Linked DNA regions of Rattus norvegicus: regions 1 and 2 are each linked to region 3. Evidence: chromatin contacts called from public Hi-C data. All regions are on one chromosome and are shown on one strand. The core of a region is the stretch at or near the end of the contact, and the rest is flanking DNA. Distances in the headings are between cores, read along the strand shown.

Evidence for each region. A called contact is a pair of places that touch in the nucleus more often than the background predicts.
Region 1: a contact with region 3 is called in a Hi-C map of Schwann cells, with 5 times the contacts expected there. The contact joins two enhancer-like sites. A contact is called at or near these places in 2 of 12 Hi-C or Micro-C datasets (the A7r5 cell line and Schwann cells).
Region 2: a contact with region 3 is called in a Hi-C map of the A7r5 cell line, with 2.4 times the contacts expected there. The contact joins the promoter of Prkn here to the enhancer-like site in region 3. A contact is called at or near these places in 2 of 12 Hi-C or Micro-C datasets (the A7r5 cell line and Schwann cells).

What each region holds. Positions count from the first base shown.
Region 1 is chr1:52,647,769-52,651,928 of GRCr8, forward strand. All of the region lies in intron 2 of Pacrg (parkin coregulated), which reads left to right. Among named protein-coding and RNA genes, the nearest start is that of Pacrg, 220 kb to the left of the region's middle. Within about 2 kb of position 2,628, at least 1 of the 93 cell types and tissues checked has an H3K27ac peak or open chromatin away from gene starts, as enhancers often do. A contact at or near this core is called in Schwann cells, where this site is marked.
Region 2 is chr1:52,427,489-52,431,760 of GRCr8, forward strand. Prkn (parkin RBR E3 ubiquitin protein ligase) reads right to left here and starts at 2,678. Exons shown (of 12, transcript NM_020093.1): 1 at 2,602-2,678. The coding sequence starts at 2,608. It overlaps Pacrg (parkin coregulated), which reads left to right and starts at 2,902. Exons shown (of 5, transcript NM_001389238.1): 1 at 2,902-3,328. The coding sequence starts at 3,173.
Region 3 is chr1:52,522,263-52,526,315 of GRCr8, forward strand. All of the region lies in intron 2 of Pacrg (parkin coregulated), which reads left to right. Among named protein-coding and RNA genes, the nearest start is that of Pacrg, 94 kb to the left of the region's middle. Within about 2 kb of position 2,374, at least 57 of the 93 cell types and tissues checked have an H3K27ac peak or open chromatin away from gene starts, as enhancers often do. A contact at or near this core is called in the A7r5 cell line and Schwann cells, where this site is marked.

The sequences.
Region 1 (4,160 bases), core at 1,378-3,877, 130 kb after region 3:
AGTCACCCCAACCCATATCACATTAGTTCAAACCAGACACTGCCTTCCAAATAAGCTGTGGCTGTCTTCCACCTGGCCTTCCTCAGGGGTGCTTTCCCTGAACTCTGACCATCTTTCATTTTCAAGCCTTGTCACAGCCATCCACCTGATGACAATTCTCCCATATTTACTCCACCCCACAGTTACTCCTCCTTTCTCTTGATCAGGCCTCTACATTCTTGGTGCTCACTCCTTGGGCATCTAACCATTTGCAACATTGTCTTCTATGATTGCTTTATTTTTAATTTTTGCTTTAGCTTCCTGACTAAGAAATAGAAAAAATCCCGAGAAAAATAGCATAAATAAATTATGACAACTTCTGTGGGAAACAAGCACGGTATGCAGGGTGGAAGAGACAGCATCACTGCCCACCCCACGTGGTTGGTCCTTCTTGACGTCGCCTTGATTGGGTGTATGAGATCAACCGTACTGCATTCAAGGACAGTTGTTATTAAACACTGACATGTTCTACAATTAATACCAGTGACAGGAGCCACAAAGAGCGTCCTCCTTCCAGTTCCTGAAATCCTGCTGCGATGTTCCAAGGCCTAGCACACATTTCCTGCGTTGTTCTATGAACATGTGCTACCCCCAGGTGCAGCCTCCTTCCCCACACCTCTTCAAAGTGTGTTTATCTCAGCACTGTTCAGGATTGTGATACAGGGAAGATAAGCTCTAACACTGTATTTTTATACATAGTTTCCATCTTTGTATTTCTCTTTGGCTAAGGAAAATGTTACTTTTAAGTTTTAAAATTTTTTCTTACCTCAACTGTCTGGCAAGTGATGGAGAGAGGGGCTGTGCAAAGAAACAGAACATGGGGCTCTTTCTTATTTATTACACATGAAAGTATCATTAATTGACTGCTACAGTTACGGACATAAAATTTCTCGATAATAAAGGTTAAGTGTGAATAAATTCGAGATCTGCTTACAACTGACCTTTAACTGTCTTGGTAGCATTTTTGACAGAAACTTAAAATAAGGTTATTGTACAAAGTAATTTGATTTTCTATCCACGTCCAGATTTGTGGCTCCATAATTAATATCCTCTACCTAGACAGAGTCATCATATTTATATAAAGTAGCGGCCATTCAGACAATGAGGAATTGCCACCGAATATAGTTTTTTTTGTAAGCTTTCTCCTATGAGCCTGACCAATGCATCCATTGATCCCCTAAAATTATTTTCTGCCTTGCAACTATACTTACCAATAATTAGTTAATTTTCTCCGTAAAGCCTTATATATCGAGTGTCACTTTTATTTCTTAGTGGACCCATTTTATTTGATTGTGAACTTCTGAGAAAGCATTTTCTCAACATGGGAATATCCACCTATGGGAATGAATTCTGTTCTCTTTGGTCCATCGATCCTCAGTCAGCCAAAACTCTGAGTTCCTTTATGGGTAGAAAAAAGTCCACGAATATGCTTCCTAGACAGCCACTCAGCCTCATTCTGGAGATTTCCATCCTCTCTTGCATACTTCCAGGATCGTTTTTTTTCCCTTGGCTCTTATGTTAGAGGAACCTCCCCCAACAACCCTGAGTAAAGTAATGGCAGCTGTCTCCAAAGCTTCATCATAGAGTGTCATGCCCGCTGGTATATTGTCCCTCAGACTTAGTCTAAAAATGTAATGCTGAAATGTCTGAGCACTTCGCCCGGCAGGCCCTGGCTTTGAACGTACTCTTGGAATCTTGATTGCATGAGGTTCAGTTGTCCTCAAGTGGCTGGAGCCTTGAGCTTGGGCTCAGACAGTGCATTCTGTTGCTGTCTTTATTCTCCTTTTCTTACAAAACATCTCTGCAAGGGACATTATTCTTTTCTTTGGAGGTTACATAATTTTATTGTGATTCGTTGCCTAAACTTTTTCTGTAGTGATTTTCTTGTTGATTTATGAGTAATTCAAATGAATTTCTAAATTTCTAAATCTGTAAGGATTAGAAGTTTGGCTTTTGCCTTAGTGGTATTTTTGTTTAATTTTCTTTAAAATAAATATGACAACCAGGGTAGATATTTAAGGCTCCTTTTATGGCTTATTACATATTTAGCTTTCAAAAATATTTGGAACATGTTTTCAAAGAATGCATTTGATGTTGTTGTCAAATTAAAGTTCTATGTGGGTCCACAAAGTGGAACTTACATCTCAAATGTATTTTGAAGTTTTATATTTTTTAAAGGTTAAGAAGAAAACTGTGATCACAATAAGTGTGTGAATATAGCTAGCCAACAAGATATTAACAGCTGTTGTGCAGGTGTCATAATTAAATAAAACCGTTGTAAACACATGAATAGTAGGCAGGCTTAAGAGTGAGAAGAAAACCAGTAAGAACTTTTCTGTAAAGGTAGAACTTCTCTAAGTGGGTTAGACAGCTGGGTACTAGCTGAAAAACAAACCTTGTACTACAGAGAAATGCCACAAATACATTAATGATTCAAATGGAAAGAAAACATGCATGTTTTCTAATTGACTGTATACTCTACGGCATGAAGTTGAAGAAAAACCTTTCTAATAATAATTTACACGTCAGAACCCATAGACAACTGACATTTTCAGTGGCGCAACAATGACTGCATTAGCTAAAGAAAAACGAGATGTTCCTCCCACATACAAATGACTGTGCCCCGCCCCAAATAAAAGACCCGAGCAAGAAAAGCCATGATTCATAGTGAAAAATTGCATAGCATAGGAAAATATAATTCACAGGAGAGAGTGTACAAATGGCTTTCAAAACTGCCTTTGAAAGCTGGTTTTGTGCACAGAAAGAGAAATGGAAGTTAAAGCCACACTGAAATGCCATTCTACCTCTAATATTGTTAAGAATCAACCTCTGGTAGCATTCTTTCTGGATAAACAATAGAAACACAGGTACCGGTTTGTTGCTTATGGGGCTATAATTTAATACCCTCTCTGTGATGCCTTCCCTGACAAAATCTGGCAAAATGGTGTATTTGTGCATATGTGTATGTGTGTTTGTGTGAGTGTGTATATGGTGTGTGTGTATGTGTGCCATTTTTGACAGCATATATACATTGTCAAAAATATAGACTGTCATATATATGTATATGTATGTGTGTGTATATGTGTGTGTATCTGTGTGTGTGTGTGTGTGTGTGTGTGTGTGTGTGTGTGTGTGTGTACACAGTGATAACGTAATCTGCACTAGGATTTTATCCTGCCTCTTATCTCCCACCCTTCATCTTGAGTGTGTCTGTGATAAACTAAGGTAGAGCAAGGATATAGTTTCCTCTGGTGATAGCCTGTTTTCTGAGAGCAGGCTTGACCCATTAGGCTTACATTGCTTATATATTTAGCTTCCTCTTACATGTCCTCATCGCCGGTCTGTCCCTGGGTAGGACTGTTTAACGAGCCTCCTGTTGGGTTTCTAGAACTTGATTCCTTCCCTTTTCTCTTCCCTGTTCTCGTGGAAGCCGACTTTGTTTCTATTTTTCAGGAGATCTTTGCAGTTTAATATGATTACTGGCTGCAAAGGTCCTTGCTTCCAAGACTGGCTGTGACTTGGTTTCCCTCAAGTTCCCACTGTTGCTGCCCCACATCAGGGCTCCACTTTATACATGATTTCTGAAAGCTGTATAGCTCGTGGTTATTCTCTCTTGCCAACTTCTCAAAAGTATATTTAGTACATCATCATTGTCCTCTATTTGGTCAACCTTTAAAAACATCTTTTGATGGGCCACAGGTTAGAGATGGCCCCTCAGTGCTGGTTAAGGGACTGAATTCCTCCTTAGTTTGTAGTAAATCTACCATGTGGTGGTACTATGGAAGAAGGGCTTTTGTTCTCCCAGAATGTCCAAGGATTTTACCAGTTCTTGGCTTTGCTTCTGTTAATGAGATGAGTGACTTGAGTTTAATTTTGATCTTTTGTATATAGCCTGCCAGTTGTCTCTAGTTGCTTTCAAATCTCTGAAATTTTTAGGGTTTTTCTTCATCCGCATCCTTCATCTGAACACATGAACTTTTCTTTAACTACGAAAGCTTCTCGGCCATTATTTCTTCAGAAGTGGCTTTTCCTACCATCGTCCTGCTGCCGTGCAGCTCCCAGTAGTTGGGAAAGTCTGTCCCAGCTGAGGGACTCTTTGCCCGCCCCCCTCCCAGTGTGTC
Region 2 (4,272 bases), core at 1,428-3,927, 94 kb before region 3:
AACACTGGATTTTAATTTAAGAACTTTCTTTTCCAATTGTATGGGTACTCATGTACTTTAATAGCTGATATTATCAAATGCCTAAATATATAGAACATTTAGAACAATTCACAATTGTCACTACGAAAAATCAATTTTAAACACAAAGAAGTGCTCACTTTTTTTAATTTAAAAAAAGTTTTAAAAGAGGTGCTCAAAATTACATTTTTCTCAGTTAAATTTTCTGAAGCTTCTCTATTCTACATTTCATTATTATGAAACCCTTCTCCATGCCTCATAAAGGCTGACTTTTTTCATTAACTTCAATAAAATTATGGTTCAAGTCTCTCTGGGTCAAGGCATGTCAATCATAATCCAAGTGGGAGATGTAAGTACTTTTGAAGCCATCTCCATGACAAGAAGGGAACCCTCTACTTGGGAACAATAAAAGGAAAATTATTTTATGGGTAATAAAGTATTAGTTTTCTTTCCTCCTATTTGGCCAGGAAGTCAATCCATAGGATTTTTCTCAGATCGAGCACTTCAGTGGTAGAGCACAGTATTTCCTTCACTAGGAAGATACTGCAGAGGGAGAGAGTAGAAGTCTAGAAGGCCCCAGCCCTCAGTAATGCTGTGAAGTCGAAGAAACTGTTCAGTTCTTGGAGCTATTTATGTGTCCTTTGCTCTGCAGCAGATCTCTGGGTAATTACCATCTGCCCTGTTTCCTGGTCAAAAAATTAGTCAGAAGAATGCAAAACTACTCCTCCAGAGCATCCTTGTAATCGTTTTCCCTCTTTCCTGCTTCAGGCACTGTCACCACACCCAAGCCTCCAACCTGGCAACTCATAACTTTATTAAAATACAGCCACCAATATTAATAGGCAATACAACTAGCTAAACAAAAAAATTATATAACATTATTTATGTAGTTTTTCTTTTTTAATGGAAGTTCCTTTTCTTGAGGCAGTGGACAAGGATTTAATCATTTGTGTTGAAATGCACACTTATTCACCCTGTACAAAGAATAGCCAAGAAAGAACAGTTTTTAAATTTGCCTTTTATTTCCCTTCTCTTTTTTTTATCACTAATTGATTTAATTGTAACGTCCAAATGGCATAGTTCTTATTAAGAGAGTTCCATGTAAATCTAAATAAGCTGCCTGAATGTGTTCCACCCTAAACTTATTAATATAATAATTTATGAGATTTTATAAAATGATTATTTCTAGGTCTTCATTTCCTATCTTTGTATTTAGGGGATAATTGCTTATCAAAGTCACCCATGAACTCGATTAAGTTGAAGGAAACTAAACGTGTATAGTTGCCTTCAAAATATGAGATGTTGCTTTCTTGTAAATTTGTAATTTTTCTTTTCTAATCTGTCCCACTTGGTTCTCACTGTTTCAGTTCAAATTTGGGTTCACAAATGACTCTTAAATCAATTTCATTTAAAAGGCTCAGTGTCATTCATAAAAAGGTATACTTTTCTCTTCATTTTACAAGTTTCCGATTCATTCATCCAAAACACACACTAGCCTAGTACCAAAGTGAGAAGTACCTGGACATCATTAGCTGGCACCTCTGCTTCCATGAGGAACTTAGCTGCCTAGCGTGATTCTCAAAGACGAGGAGAGGAGGGCTGCACACTTTAACATTACATAGGTGAATTAACACAGACTTGGCTACCTCCACAGCGTAATGCATTTACTTCATCAATGCACCTCTCGTTCACCTTGGACACATCTAGGATAGACCGACTTCTAATATGCTTGGTGCACTACCTGCCAGGCATATATCACAAACAAGTTCACTAATCTTCAGGACGACACCTGGGGACGAGTCTACAGTAACGAACCCTCCAAACGGGAATGCGCGCTACGCGCCACTATGCATTTATTTCTACTTAGCCCGGAGGAGAACCCAAAACGTGACTCCGAATTTAACATCTCTGCCAGAGAGGATCTTTCCAACCTTCCTACTTCACACTGCTTAGAACAATCCTAGTGGCCGCTTCCAAAGCTGCACTAGTCAAACTGCATCCAGTTACAATCTATGGGGGGGGGGGGGGGATGTTATGGTTGCTGTTATCTACTCTTCTATCCTTTCGTCTCATATCCCCGAGGACACATTTAAAAAGACAGAACTGACGGATTAAGTTGCGATCTCCACCAGGCAGATGCTTCCCTGAGATTTTCTTAAAGTCCTAGAGGTGTGTGAACTCGCCCTGAAGTGAAGGACAGCTTGACAGAAACAAACCTGGGCTGGTCACCCCCGCGGTGCCGCACGGCGAGCCCCGCCGTCGGGGGGCGCAGTGGAGCACGAGGGTGTCCGTGAAAGATGCCCTCTTCAGCGAGCACCGGGCTAACCTTGGCTAAGGCGGGGTGGGGACTGGAAACTCACACTTATGCTCTAGCACACACCCGATCCGGCTATTGGCGGGCACCCCCGGGCCGAGGAAGCCCACAGAGCGGGCGGAGCGCGGCGCACACCCCTCCGCCCTGTCACTGACAGGTGGCTGGGATCGGCCCCCGAAGATCCCACTCGGACCCGTGGGGTGTGACGTGGCGCCACACATGGACGCGGGGCGGCGCGGAGAGATTGTACCTGGCAGGCACTCACGTACCTATCATGGTCACCGGGAGGGTGGTGGCTGCGGGGCGAGCAGGACCTACGCGGGCACTGGCACCCGCCTGAGCCTCCCACCAGCGTTTCTGTCAGGTTTAGTCATCCAGGCCTCCTCCCCCCTCCCCTCGCGCACTAGGCGGGCCTAGTGCGCACGCGCACCCGCCCCTAGCGCTAAGCCTTCTGGGAGTCGTAGTTTTAACGAGTAAGATTAGCCTCAGACGGGTGCCGCTGTCCCCCGCGGGTAACCTTTTCCGGAAACGCTCGTCACGGAGGGGCGGGACTAGCGGCTCGTAGTGTTGATCAGTCGCTTAGCAACCAGGAGGCTCACCTTTGGAAGCTTTTAGCGGCTCTAGCCTCGGATCCCAGCCCTCTTCCCGCCCCTCCCCTCCCCTAAACTCCCTCCACCTTGGTGCTTCCAAACATCTGGATCACCCTGGGCACCACGAGGGGTTGAATTTCTATCACTAGCGCGCCTTTTTACATTTTTTTCCCGATCCCCTGCTCACATCTGTAAAAGCCACTGGTTTTTCTACCACACCTTTGATAAGAACAAAACGTTTTCTAGGAAGATGGTGGCAGAAAAAGAGACCCTGACCTTAAACAAATGCCCAGACAAGATGCCGAAGAGGACCAAACTGCTGCCACAACAGACGATCCAGGTGCACCAGCCTCATTCCCTGGTTTCTGAGGGCTTCACAGTCAAAGCCATGATGAAAAACTCAGTCGTAAGTGATCTTCCTCGATTGACCGCACTTGCTCCGAAGCAGGGGACATGAGGTGGTAGAGTATGGCAAGAAGCCCTAGGATGGATTCCAAGTCCAGGTCCTGGGTACTACTTGCCAGAATTGGCAATGACTTGGTCAGTAGCCGACCGAGCCCAACAGTGTGCATAGATGTTTGCTAGGTGGTTAGAGAGCCTTTGGTGTTGTACTGGACTAGCCTACAAGCACCTTCTGGAGAAAGTTGCTTTCTCCACTCCCCCAACTGACACTTAAGCTATTTCACTCGGAGGAAAATCCTTATCCTTATTGCAAAGTAAATTAGTTTCACTCGTTTAGTAAAGGACCTTCTGGAGTGAAGGTTCTTAGAGGTCATAGGCTTGCAAAACTTAACACGAGCCAGTATGGGACACATAAACTCATCAGAAATCTAAAGTAATTTATTTCATCTCGGACATTTTAGAATGTCTTAGAATTTACTCAGCAACGTTCTGACAAAATAAGATATTAACCTGTTAAAGTATGCAAAAATTACTTACGTGAAGACTGGTTCCTGATAGGCCTTTTAAATACATTTTAAATAATGTGAGCTCTATTTCAAGGGTCCCTAATAATACAAGCCCTATTTCATTTTTTATGACTTGTGGTAATAAAACTAATATATTCTTAACACCAGCAGGGGAAAAATGTTTAAAGGCACACAAACGGCTTTTCTATGCACATAACACTGCTTTTAAGCCTTCTTGTTTATTAAATACCATCTGATTTGGTATGCTAAACCAAGGTCGTCTACTGAGTGGATACCTCTGTAGGAGTGTAAGATTAAATACTAAATGTAGTTTTCAAGTCAGTACAACTTTACACCCTGAGAGGATCTTCTTGTACAGCAATTCAATATATTAGTTTAATAGTGTTCTCCATTGTGTCATAATTTTCCACCTAGATATTGC
Region 3 (4,053 bases), core at 1,124-3,623:
TTTATGGTGGATATTCATTTTAGATGATTGCTTTCAACCTCTGTCTTTACTGCTTTCAGCAAATGATACTCATGTATCGTTCTGGGCCAGGATCAGGGAAGAGTAAATAAATTAAGACTCAAGACCCTCTCTGTGTTTATTGCAATTTTGGCAAGATTGTCCGCACAGTTTATGCCTTGAACTGTATTTGTTTTTGCATCTGCGTTGCATGGGTTTTGCTGATTCTTTGAAGTAAGGGACCATGTCATTTCCGAACTCTGAACAACTCAGTTTTTGTTTTGTTCCCCTTTCTTTGCTTTCTTAACTATGCATAGTACCGCTCACATGACGAGCATTTAGTATGTACATAAGTGAATGATGTAAAAGCTCATTTCTTCTTCTTTATGAAAACTCCAGGAGTGACTGATAATCGATTATGTTAGTAACAGACTCTTCCACCTACATAGTCTCAAAAAATAATTTCAGTCCTCATGTCTGGACAGCCAGCAGAGCAGACCCATTCCCAGGAGCTAATGACTCCTCACATGGGCTTCTGAGAGTTGACCACAATCCATCCATTTAATTACAAACATGCTGTCAATTAGCTCTGTGTCCCCGAGAGTTGTTGAATCTTTCACTGCTTTAATTTTCTGCAGTATCTTTGTGGTTCCCACTGTCCATGTCCTTGGGGATAATAGCATCATAGTGGCCACGTCTACTGTGGCTGGCATAAGGCTTGGGAGATCCAAGGTCTACTAGTCACAGAGCAGATGGCCAGTGATAGCTGTATTGTAATTTCCAGTTTTGAAATTATTAGGAATAGTGGCTGCAGAGATGACTCAGGGGTAAAGAGCCCTGGCTGTTCTTCCACAGGACCCAGGCTCTATTTCCTGCACCCACATGGTACCTCACAACTATCTATAACTCCAATTCCTGGGGATTTGACACCCTTATATCAGACATACATGCATGCATGCACACATACAGACGTACATACAGGCAAAACACCAATGCACATGACATAAAAATATGTTGTTTCAAAGAAGACATTATAAGGAATGGTGGCCTCTGCCAGACTTCAGTTTAATGTCAATAGTCATGGAGATTCTTCTTGTGCTTTTCAGAGTAATTTAAGTATAGTAGGTTTGTCATAATATTCTATGAAAACGATGAAGTGGCCTTAAACAAGAAAACAGCCTACAAAAACGCTAAGAACCCCACTAGAGAGACCATCAGGACATGTTCTGAAGAAGTCCTCATGTTAGTGAGAATGCAGCTTATGATGAGAGATCTGTGAAAATGCTCACAGCTGCCCAGTTGGTAAGATGACCCCAGCACCTCAGCACACTGACTCCCTTCTTAGGAGAGTGTGGCCCTGGCTCTGAGGACTTACCAGGTTCATAGTGTTCCCCTGGTAGAAGACATGATTCAGCGTCAGTTATAGTGCCTGTCATGGCCCCTTTCCTCATGATGTCCAACTTCCGCCTCAGATCTCTTCTATGAAGTGCCTTTGGCTACTTCTAATAACCCCAAAATGTTTGCCATACTATACCAAGAATGGTCACAGGCTTACTCAGCCCTTAAACTATGGTTATACATGCATAGAGCATGCACATGAGACCACAAGTTGAAATTCCAGTAGCTGATTGCTTCATGTTGCCTTACGAGGACTCACTTTGTCAAGATGATGCAGATCCTAAACCTGTAAGGTGGTCAGAAAATGATTAGGGTCACATCACAGCCCTTGAGCCTTCCCATGGTACAATGCCAACAAAGAATTCAGATATTTTATTAGTGGCATAGAATGTCTCAGAAACAAAAAACAAACAAGTAAACAAAACACTACAAAAAACGAATACATTGAAGAACTGAAAGTTATTCAAGGACAAAACCATTTTGTGTGTTTTAACTGTTTAAACAATTAGTTGACTTATCTTCATGAATCTATCAGTCGATATCTTTCAGTAGACTTGAGTCATCTTTCATTTTCTGTGCAGTGCACACAGCCTTTTAAACAACCCTTCATGTTTGACATTTTGTCATACTTCAACTGGTCCAAACTGTGTTTTCTCTCAAAGACTCCATACTGCTGTGAAAGCTTTCCCTGTGAATTTTATTCCTCCATTCTTGGCTAAAAACACTTGTGGCCTGATCCTACTCTGTTTACCCAGGTCTTTCCTTAAGAGTTGAGGGGATTAGAGCGTGAAAAAAAAAAAAAGGAAGAGAGGAGTTGCCAGTAGGTGGCTCACTCTGAATGTGCTTGGGATGGGATCAGAAATGTCACCCCTCCTCCACTAAGCCTTTGTTTTCAATCCCTGCTGCTTGGAGCCTTTTTCTGTAATGCCTGAGTCATTTGCAGGGGGTGAAGAGGGGAAGAAAGAGAAGAAAGCCAGCATGCACCAGCCTCCTCAGAGCGTAAGAATAGCATGGCCCCATCTCATTTGGAGTGGTCCCCTAGTGGAGCCTGGACCGAATTCTCTTCCCCACACACAATTGCTTGTTCTTTTGTTCCTTGTGTCCTTGGCAAAGACTGAAAGAACTAAGCCTGTAATACTTAGGCCCTCCTGTGTCACTTAAGGGATAATAGGCCATTGTCTTCATTAAGCCACCCTTGTTTTAGCAAATAGAATCCAGAGACTGGAGGGAGAACATTTTGAAGGGGGCAGAATCAGAGGAGAGATGCTTCACTGGATTCCCTAGAGAAACTGTTTTGTTTCTCCTGCTTTATTGCTCCTCACTGAGAAGATTCATATTCAAATGGGCCGAGTCCGTGAATACTTGCTTGCACATTCTCATGCACCCAGGAAGGCTATGATTATGGCTAATTACAACGCAGAATGAAACCCTAACAAGAGTGCTCAATCAGATTGTTGTTCATGCATGAAGTAACCAAGGCTGGCCAATGGAGGTGTGATTCTGGTAATTACAAACATTGTGGCTATTTGAAAAATGCTTAGTAAATCTGTTCAGGACAAAATAAGGTCTAATTAATCACTTTAGACGCTGATTTCTCCAGACGATTCATGTGCACTTAAAAAAAAAAAGTTTAGGGTCCCCTCAATAAACCAAATCTAAATATAAAATATGCTCATTGCCCACACTTTGTCGGAGGAATCAACTATACAGCCTGCCCCATTCCTGTCTTTTCTGACCATCATATCACAGCCTGCCTTGTATGCAACTCGACAGAAGGTTCTTTAAAAATAAATGTGTACATATTCTTGTTATTATCTGGCGACCCAGTACTTTATAAAAAGTTACTGGAAAGCATCAACTGTTAATTTAAATGTCCAGAGCGATATATAATAACTGCGCTGATATGCCTTAAGTCTGAGTATTCTGAGAATGCTGGCTGTAACCCTGGAGTATAATACCCAAGGATGCTACAGGATGAAGAGATGTTATCTTCTCCTAACCCGTCACAAAGAACAGGACTGAGGCCACAGTAGCAATGAAGAAATGACAATCGAGAACTTTGTGACATAGGTGTCCATGGGAAATGGGAAATCTGTGTAGTTTACAGACATTTAGTGTGCTCCAAGAGGCAGTAAACTAGGAAACTTAACAAAACCATGTGCTCACTCACTCACTCGTCAGAGTTCCTGTATTGCTCTCCTTCCTTCCTGTCATGTGAGGCTCCATAAAGGGCAGGGAAAAAGAGATCTTCCTGGGCTCAATAGCTGCCTTGAGGAAGACAGGGAATTCCAATTTCCAAGGTCCTCACTAGAGAGAGAGTGCAGGCCATGACAGAGGACCCTCTTGCAGACTCTGCTTCCTCGCTTCTTCTCTGTAAAGAATGCTCTGCATGAAGATGTTGGTGGCTTCACATCCTGAAGAGAGAGAGAGAGAGAGAGAGAGAGAGAGAGAGAGAGAGAGAGAGAGAGAGAGAGAGAGATTGAGATTATGTAGGGAAGAGCCTCTGGGGAAGGCAGCCCAGCCACTGGGCTGGAAAGTTCAGGATTGGGGACAGAGTATGCCAGGTAGGGATTGAGGGATGTTGGGAGAACCCGGAGGCCAGTTCTCTTTGGTATGTAAAATATGTACCTCAGAGCCTTATTCCTGGCCTTGTCCCAG